Regions from separate parts of the Macaca mulatta genome. Here region 1 is linked to region 2. A link is a contact called in public Hi-C data. All regions are on one chromosome and are shown on one strand. The core of a region is the stretch at or near the end of the contact, and the rest is flanking DNA. Distances in the headings are between cores, read along the strand shown.

Region 1 (3,490 bases), core at 599-3,098, 200 kb after region 2:
TTTTGTGAAGTAAAGGGGAAAAATAGAGGAAGTTTGTTTCCTTAGAGCCTCCATAATTACGCACTTTATTCTTAAAATAAGGGACTGGTCTGCAGGATTAACAAATCTTACAATTCAAAGACAGATAAACATCGGAAGGACAAAAGAAGTAAGCAAAATAAAAACGATTACCATTAAAAACTCTTCCCTTGGCAGTTTTCAGAGAGGGTTAAAAAAAAAAAAAAAACTCTTCCTGATTGTCAGGCTGAACCTGCTGTCACATTTGCCATTTTTATAAACCCACTAGTCTGATCAAGAGCCCTATCTTTAAGAATAACTTCTAAACCATGCATTTTTAGAGTTAATGAGGTAATAATACTATAGTATTACAGTTGTAGCTCAACAACTGTTAAGATACTACAGATCAGTAATCCAGAAGATAATTAAACTTTATCAGCAAAGTAGCAACCACACCCCTTAAAAACAACTCACACTGTGCTCCGTTAACTTCCATAAAGGGAATTTCGCTGAAAATCGATTACTTCATTGCTTGAAACTAGCACGTTTGTTTTGGAATTACAGCAAGGTTTTGTAAACACTGTCTCACGGTAAAGCTAATGACTTTACCTCTTTCCGAAACAATCAGTTTCAGGGAAGGCACCATATATTACGGTGAAACTGGGTCTTAGTTTACATAGCGATTAATTATTTTAAAAATTAACTTCCACTGTGCATTGCAAGAATTAAAGCCGTTTTAAAAACTCAACCAAAGCCCAATGACAATATATTACTCTAGAAAAAGTGTGTCCTTTGGGTTCTAAGAAAGGCATTAAATGGGAATTTAATATTAAAATATAATTCAATGGCTAAGTCTCTAGTTTCCCCCAATCACTTAATTTTTCAAAACCCAGAAAGGGCCTGTTTGAGGGTATTGTGAAAACCTGTGGAAAGAGAGGCTTTGGAGGGGAACGGCCGAATTAAAATAAATGCAGAGAGCAAAGAGAACTCCGAGTTCTTTGAACTCCCCCAGGCTGAACAGGACGAGAGGGAACCTTACCTGCCAGCGGCCATAGGTGAGGAGGACCATAGAAATGGGGATGGCGGTGCCGGACATGGCATGAGTGGAGGGCATGCTGTACTCGGAGTTGTAGAAGACCTCTAACTTGACCACGGGCGGCGAGGCGGGCCGCGGCCAGCGGATGATGTCCTTGGTGCACTGGCCCAGGTACATGACCAGCACCCAGATGACCACGAGCCTCCGGCCCACCAGAGGGTCCAGGTTCCAGATCCAGAAGGGGAAGAACAGGATGTAGAAGAGTTCGTTGCCCAGCTCCGTGCCGAAGCAGAACAGGCAGTAGAGCGGCCAGTTGCTCACGCGGGCCAGCTGGCCCTCCTCGCCCGTCAGCGAGTTGCGGCGCAGGGCGCCCGCGCGCCGCGGCGAGGCCGGGCCCAGCTCGGCCGCCAGCCCGTTCCGCACGCCGTTGGGGGAGCCGCCGCCGTCCGGCTTGGCGGGGCACTGATTGCGGTCGCTCCCGGGCGGCTGGGGTCCTCCGGGCGCCCCCGGCGGCCGCCCTCGCAGTCGAGGGTCTCCGGCGAGGGGCGCCTCCGCCTTCTCATCCTCCCTTGGATCTGCTGAGCGGCGCGGCGGCGCTTCCACCCCGCACAGCCGCTGAAAACGGGCCACTTTCTGCGGGTCCTGCAGACGGCCAACCAGCTGGGCCAGGCGCTGCCTCAGCGACATGATAACAGAACCCCCGGGAAGGCTGGCCGGCCCCCGGCACAGCCCCGAACTGTCCCCGCGCTCTCGGCCAGCAGCAGCAGTACCGGCACCGCGCTCTACCCGCCGGAGTGCGCCGGGTGACGGCGCCACAGGCCGCTGCGGCCGCCGCGCGCCCTCGCGCGCCCCTCCCTCTCTGCGCGCGCCCCGCCACCGCCCGCGGCCTCGGCGCGCGCGCCGCGCCGCGCCGCGCCCCGCCCCGCCCCGCCCCGCCCCGCCCCCGCCCGGGATCCCTGAGGGGCCGGGCTGCGAGGTTCAGCCCTGAGCGCATCCGGCGGCTGCTTGGCGTTGAGGATCGGCAGGCGGCCGCTTTGAGGTCCCCGGTAATAACCACCAGCAGGCGTCGCGGCGTGTTTCCCTGCTCTACCTTCAGCCCTTCTTCCACGCGGGCTAGTGTCGCCGGATTCCCTCAGCCAGACGTTGACTTGAAGAGGCCACGATCCTGGTGCCAGCTTGTGCAATGCCTGTGACCAAGCAGCCGGACATTCTGCGGGCACAGAACCAAATGGTGAATGATCAATGAAGGCGAAGCAACCACCACGAGTCCGGAATCATTCGACTCAAGTAATTAACAAGTAATTACAGAGCTGTCCCAGGCGACTGATGTTCGGAAAACCACGTGCCAATTGACCAGTGTTGGCAAGACTACATGTAGATCCCAAGACAGAGCCAGGTGATATTAACAGGTGTGGTCTGCAAAAGAAAACCCAGCCACCTACAAATTCAAAATACTGTATCATTTATCAAATATTTTGGTATATGTTAAGGGAGCACAGGTGTTCTTGACTTAAGTGTAAAATTTCCTTTTCATAGATTCTAATACCTAGAGGGCTTGCACAGAATAAATGTAGAGGATGAATGCAGTATATAGATTTTTAAGTTTGATAACGTTAATTTAGACGCTTAACTTCCCTGTCTCACAAGTTACCAACTTGACTTCTAGCTAGAGCAGTTTATAAGGTCTCTGGATTCCTCAGGTCAGGTGAATGTCTTTTATGTATATCTGGAGAGAGAGAGATGAGACAGAGTCTCGCTATATTGCCCAGGCTGGTCTCCAACTCCTGGGCTGAAGTGATTCTCCTGCCTTGGCCTCCCAAAGTGCTGGGTTTACAGGCGTGAGCCACCACACCCGGCCATGGTCAGGTGAAGGTCTGTAATTAAAGAATGTGAACTACTTCCAAGAAACAGGCTTGAAATTGCCCCATGCCTTTAAGACACCAGAAATGTTTTCCTTCAGGCGTGGTAGTTAATGCCTGTAATCCCAACACTTTGGGAGGTCGAGGAGGGAGGATGGCTTGAGTCCAGGAGTATGACAACAGCCTGGGCAACGTAGGGAGACCCCACCTCTACAAAAAATGAACAAAATTAGCCGGGCAGGGCTGGGCGCAGTGGCTTACGCCTGTAATCCCAACACTTTGCGAGGCCTAGGCGGGCGGATCACCTGAGGTCGGGAGTTAAAGACCAGCCTGACCAACATGGAGAAACCCCCTCTCTACTGAAAATAAAAAATTAGCGGCGGGGTGGCACATGCCTGTAATCCCAGCTACTGGGGAGGCTGAGGCAGGAGAATTGCTTGAGCCCTGGAGGCGGAAGTTGTGAGCCGAGATCGCGCCATTGCACTCCAACCTAGGCAACAAGAGTGAAACTCTATCTCAAAAAAAAAAAAAAAAAAAGCCAGGCATGGTGGCCCACACCTGTAGTCCCAGATAACTAGGAGACTGAGGCAGGCGGATT
Region 2 (3,728 bases), core at 1,067-3,566:
GGAGGCCAAGGCAGGCAGATAACCTCAGATCAAGAGTTCGAGACCAGCCTGATCAACATGGAGAAACCCCATTTCTACTAAAAAAAAAAAAAAAATACAAAAATTAGCCAGGCGTGGTGGCGCATGCCTGTAATCCCAGCTTCTGGGGAGGCTGAGGCGGGAGAATCACTTGAACCCAGGAGGCGGAGATTGCAGTGAGCCGAGAGCACGCTATTGCACTCCAGCCTGGGCAATAACAGCAAAACTCCTTCTCCAAAAAAAAAAAGGAAAAAAAAAAAGTCATATGTTAATGAGAAAACATGAAAATTTGGTGAAAATAATATAAGTATCATGGAAATAATATCAGAACTCTAATGTATTGTGCCACTCCATTATAAGCATTAAAGATATTCATTGAGGCTTAAAGAACTCTATGCTGCCTGCCCATTTTCTAACTGCAAAGCTCTTCACATCTTCAAGTAATTTTTGGAGCTATTCTGTAGCTGGAAAACTTCCATCGATACATTTTCCCAAGATATTTAATATTATGAATGGGTTCTGGAGTTAAAACCCTTAGTGTACTTCAAGAATCTATACCAATGTATCAGAGCAAGGTGAAATTTACTACTACTGAAACTATCTAGGCATAACTTTTAATGGGATGTGCTATGTAAGCTGTGATAAACTATACCACACTGCAAATGAGGACAGGCTACATTACTTTAAACAAAACACATAAAAGGTATAATTAAAATATTTCAAAGAAGTCTTCTTTTTGAATAAAGCCACCTTACGTTATTAAAGCTTAATAAAAACTATGAGGAAATCAAGCACCAAAGTTGAACTAAAAACATAAATTCACAGCCTACTGAAACAACCAAGTTGAGTTCCCTTGAGGTTTAGACCTTGAAGTTTAGTTCATCATCAAATACCAATTTTCATTCCATCAAACTTATGGAACCGAACCGCACTTTTGCATTGTTTAACCCTCTTGAGTTATTAAAATGAAGGCTATTTCCTTAAAGTAACAAGCGTTAAGCTTAATTTCATTCACCAATTTAAACAGATGCCATCATTTCCATGGCACTGAGGTTCCATGCAAGACTAACGGCAGACTCGGATAGAAATAATGCATATGGGGGAAATGCTGAAATGCAATTACTCACCTGTCATTCCAATACACAAGACAAGTGGTTTTTAACTTCTAAATAAAAGAGTAAGGGAATTTCTTCCTGAACACGTGAGAACAAAAAGTTACCTGGATTACGTGGATTTTGACAATGAAAAAATAACCAAAAATATTTAAAAACACATACACACATATGATGTTGACGTTTGGAATTTGGAAGTCTTCTTTGGTTTTCTTAAAAAAAAAAAGTTTTTAAAAATCCACCTAATTTAGCCTTAATATAATGTGATGGATACAAAACAGAATCACAAACTATGAATGACTACAGATGTTAAGATCACTTTAAAATATCAAAATGACTGCATCAGCCAAAAGCTCCACATCTTATTTGTACGTTGTAAATTTAGGGGCCGATTTTCCAATCGGGTATGTGAATTATTTAGACTTCATTCTAACTCTTAACACTACAAAATTTCAGTAAATCCTCTTCCTCCATCGTTCTTTTTGTCTCTTTTTATCTCTCATCTCTCATCCCTACAGATGATATATAGGTAGCTTTTTAAAAAATCATTTACCCCTTATGCCCGAGGCCCAGAATAAGTATCAGGGATCGCAACCCTGAAGCATTGCAAAACTGAACGTAAGGTAACAGCGGGTCCGTGCAAAGCCCAGGGAAACAGGTTTCGCTCTGGGCCAGGGCGCCCGAAGCTTTATCATCCTCTAATCATCAGGCACAGGGCATTTCCACGGCTCAGGATAATCCAAAGGTGGTAAGGGGAAGTAGGGAAAGACAAGGAAGGGGTTTGTCTGTGGGGATGCTTATATACACCCTTTGCTCCTAACCCACACCCCAAGCCCTGGAGAAGATAAGCTGCTAGAGAATCCTCCTCATAAAGGGGAGCAAGAAAACGCCTCCAATCCCAGAAGGTGGAGAAAAAGGGGGGAGGGGGCAGAGTGAATGTGAGGCATCATCAGAAGCATTTGTAGGTAAATCAGACAAGTGGGACGGGCGCTCCCGCTCCTGCACCCCACCTCACCGCACCCCTCGCCTGCCCGGCCAGGCCTTCCCAAGGCCGGTGCCCCATAGGTCCCCCAGGAGGACCGGGAGGAAGAAGAGAAGCGGGCGAGCCGCGGTGCTGGAGGAACGAAGTTACCTTGAAGCTTCTGGGGAAGAATCCGAAGATGATCTGTGGCTTGGAGGGGCGGGAGACGGGCGAGGGGGCCGCAGCGGGGGCGGGCGGCGGGACCGGGACGTGCAGGGGGAGGTCCGGGCAGCTGCAGGGAGCCCGGGGCGACGGCTGTCCGGTGCAGGGTCCCTCCGGTTCCGCGGCGGCGGAGCCTCTAGGCCTCACGGCCGGACCCGAACCTCAGCGTTCCGGTGGCGGCGGCGGCCTCACGATCCTCCCCCGCGGGCCCGTCCCATCAAATCGGCACCGACCCCGTTGCGGCTCCGCCGGTGGCTCCTCGCTCACATTCCTGGCGGGCGGCGCCTCAGCTCGTTGCCCCGGACCCGGCGGCGGCGGCGACGACGTGGGGAGGGGGGGAAGGGAGGGAGGAAGACTGGATCTGCAGCGGCAGCAAGAGAAGGGGACAGGAGAAGGAGGAGGAGCCGCAGGAGCTGGAGCCGCCGCTGCCAGAGCCACCTTTCGCTACCCGCGGTGGGTCCCCGTCAATGCCCCTTTCTCTCTCCTATTGTCAATATCACCGGGCGGCTGAGTCCATGGCACACGCGCAACCGAACCTTCTGGCCAGCAGCGCCCGCCTCCGGCGCCCGCCCACTGGAGACTTCAAACGGGAAGCGAGGCCTCATTGGCCAGTATCCGCCTTCACTCCCCTGACAGCATGTTCGGTTGAGACCTGATCAGGGATTGGCGGCAGGAGGGCGGAGAAACAGGAGAGTGGGAAGAGAGGAGGTCGAGGATTGGGCCGAAGCGTGAGGGACCCGGATGCAGCCGCGATCTCTGGCGGTGCAGCTGCCCCGGCGGTGGGGCAGGCTGAAGTGGGAAGCCGCTGGGCCTGAGAGGAGCTGTTAAATTCCGGGAGGTGTAAGACTAGCAGATCAGCTGGCTGGCTTTCCGTGCTTTGCGGAGCCTTTGGCGGCGGTCATCTTGGACCAGAGGGTTCCAAGGGCATGGGTCGGCTAAGAGTGGGGGAGCCCTGGAGACTTGATCCCGCCCTGCAGCTAGTGTGGCCCCTCAGGGCTTGGGGAGTCCCACTCTGGACGGGACCCTGCGATGCGTAGACAGGAATAAGATCTCCGGCCCGCGCCGGTGCGCCACTGGTTGTGTAAATGGGTCCCTTGAAACCCCCAGCAGTCGCTCTCCGCTGAACCTTCGAATTCTCTCTCACCTCGTCTCCTTTTCCTTAAACGTCTGTTTTGAATATCAGCCCCCTGGAGCGTTGAGGCCAGCGCTGGTTTAGTTAATGCAGGTGGGGAAAACGCTGTCGCCACAGTTTGCAGTCTATTTATCTATTCATTCAGAATATCCGCCTCCCCCCCGCCCCCGTCAGCCGAGTGCTCAGAGCTCGGAAAGACCCAGCTCCAAACTAGGAGTTTCAAGATTTTAATTGGCAAGTTGGACCCGAAAGAGTTAATGGAGAAGACTACTTAAATCTATCT

Evidence for each region. Hi-C and Micro-C count contacts between places; a contact is called where the count stands out from the background.
Region 1: a contact with region 2 is called in a Hi-C map of fetal cortex germinal zone, with 4 times the contacts expected there. The contact joins the promoter of SGPP1 here to the promoter of PPP2R5E in region 2. A contact is called at or near these places in 2 of 14 Hi-C or Micro-C datasets (fetal cortex germinal zone and fetal cortical plate).

Annotation. Positions count from the first base shown.
Region 1 is chr7:136,836,804-136,840,293 of T2T-MMU8v2.0, forward strand. SGPP1 (sphingosine-1-phosphate phosphatase 1) reads right to left here and starts at 1,849. Exons shown (of 2, transcript XM_077941131.1): 1 at 1,037-1,849. The coding sequence starts at 1,720. LOC144330287 (a long non-coding RNA gene) reads left to right here. Exons shown (of 3, transcript XR_013396326.1): 3 at 1-1,889.
Region 2 is chr7:136,632,779-136,636,506 of T2T-MMU8v2.0, forward strand. It overlaps PPP2R5E (protein phosphatase 2 regulatory subunit B'epsilon), which reads right to left and starts at 2,317. Exons shown (of 14, transcript NM_001266743.2): 1 at 2,263-2,317. It overlaps LOC114679579 (a long non-coding RNA gene), which reads left to right and starts at 2,291. Exons shown (of 1, transcript XR_013396306.1): 1 at 2,291-3,728.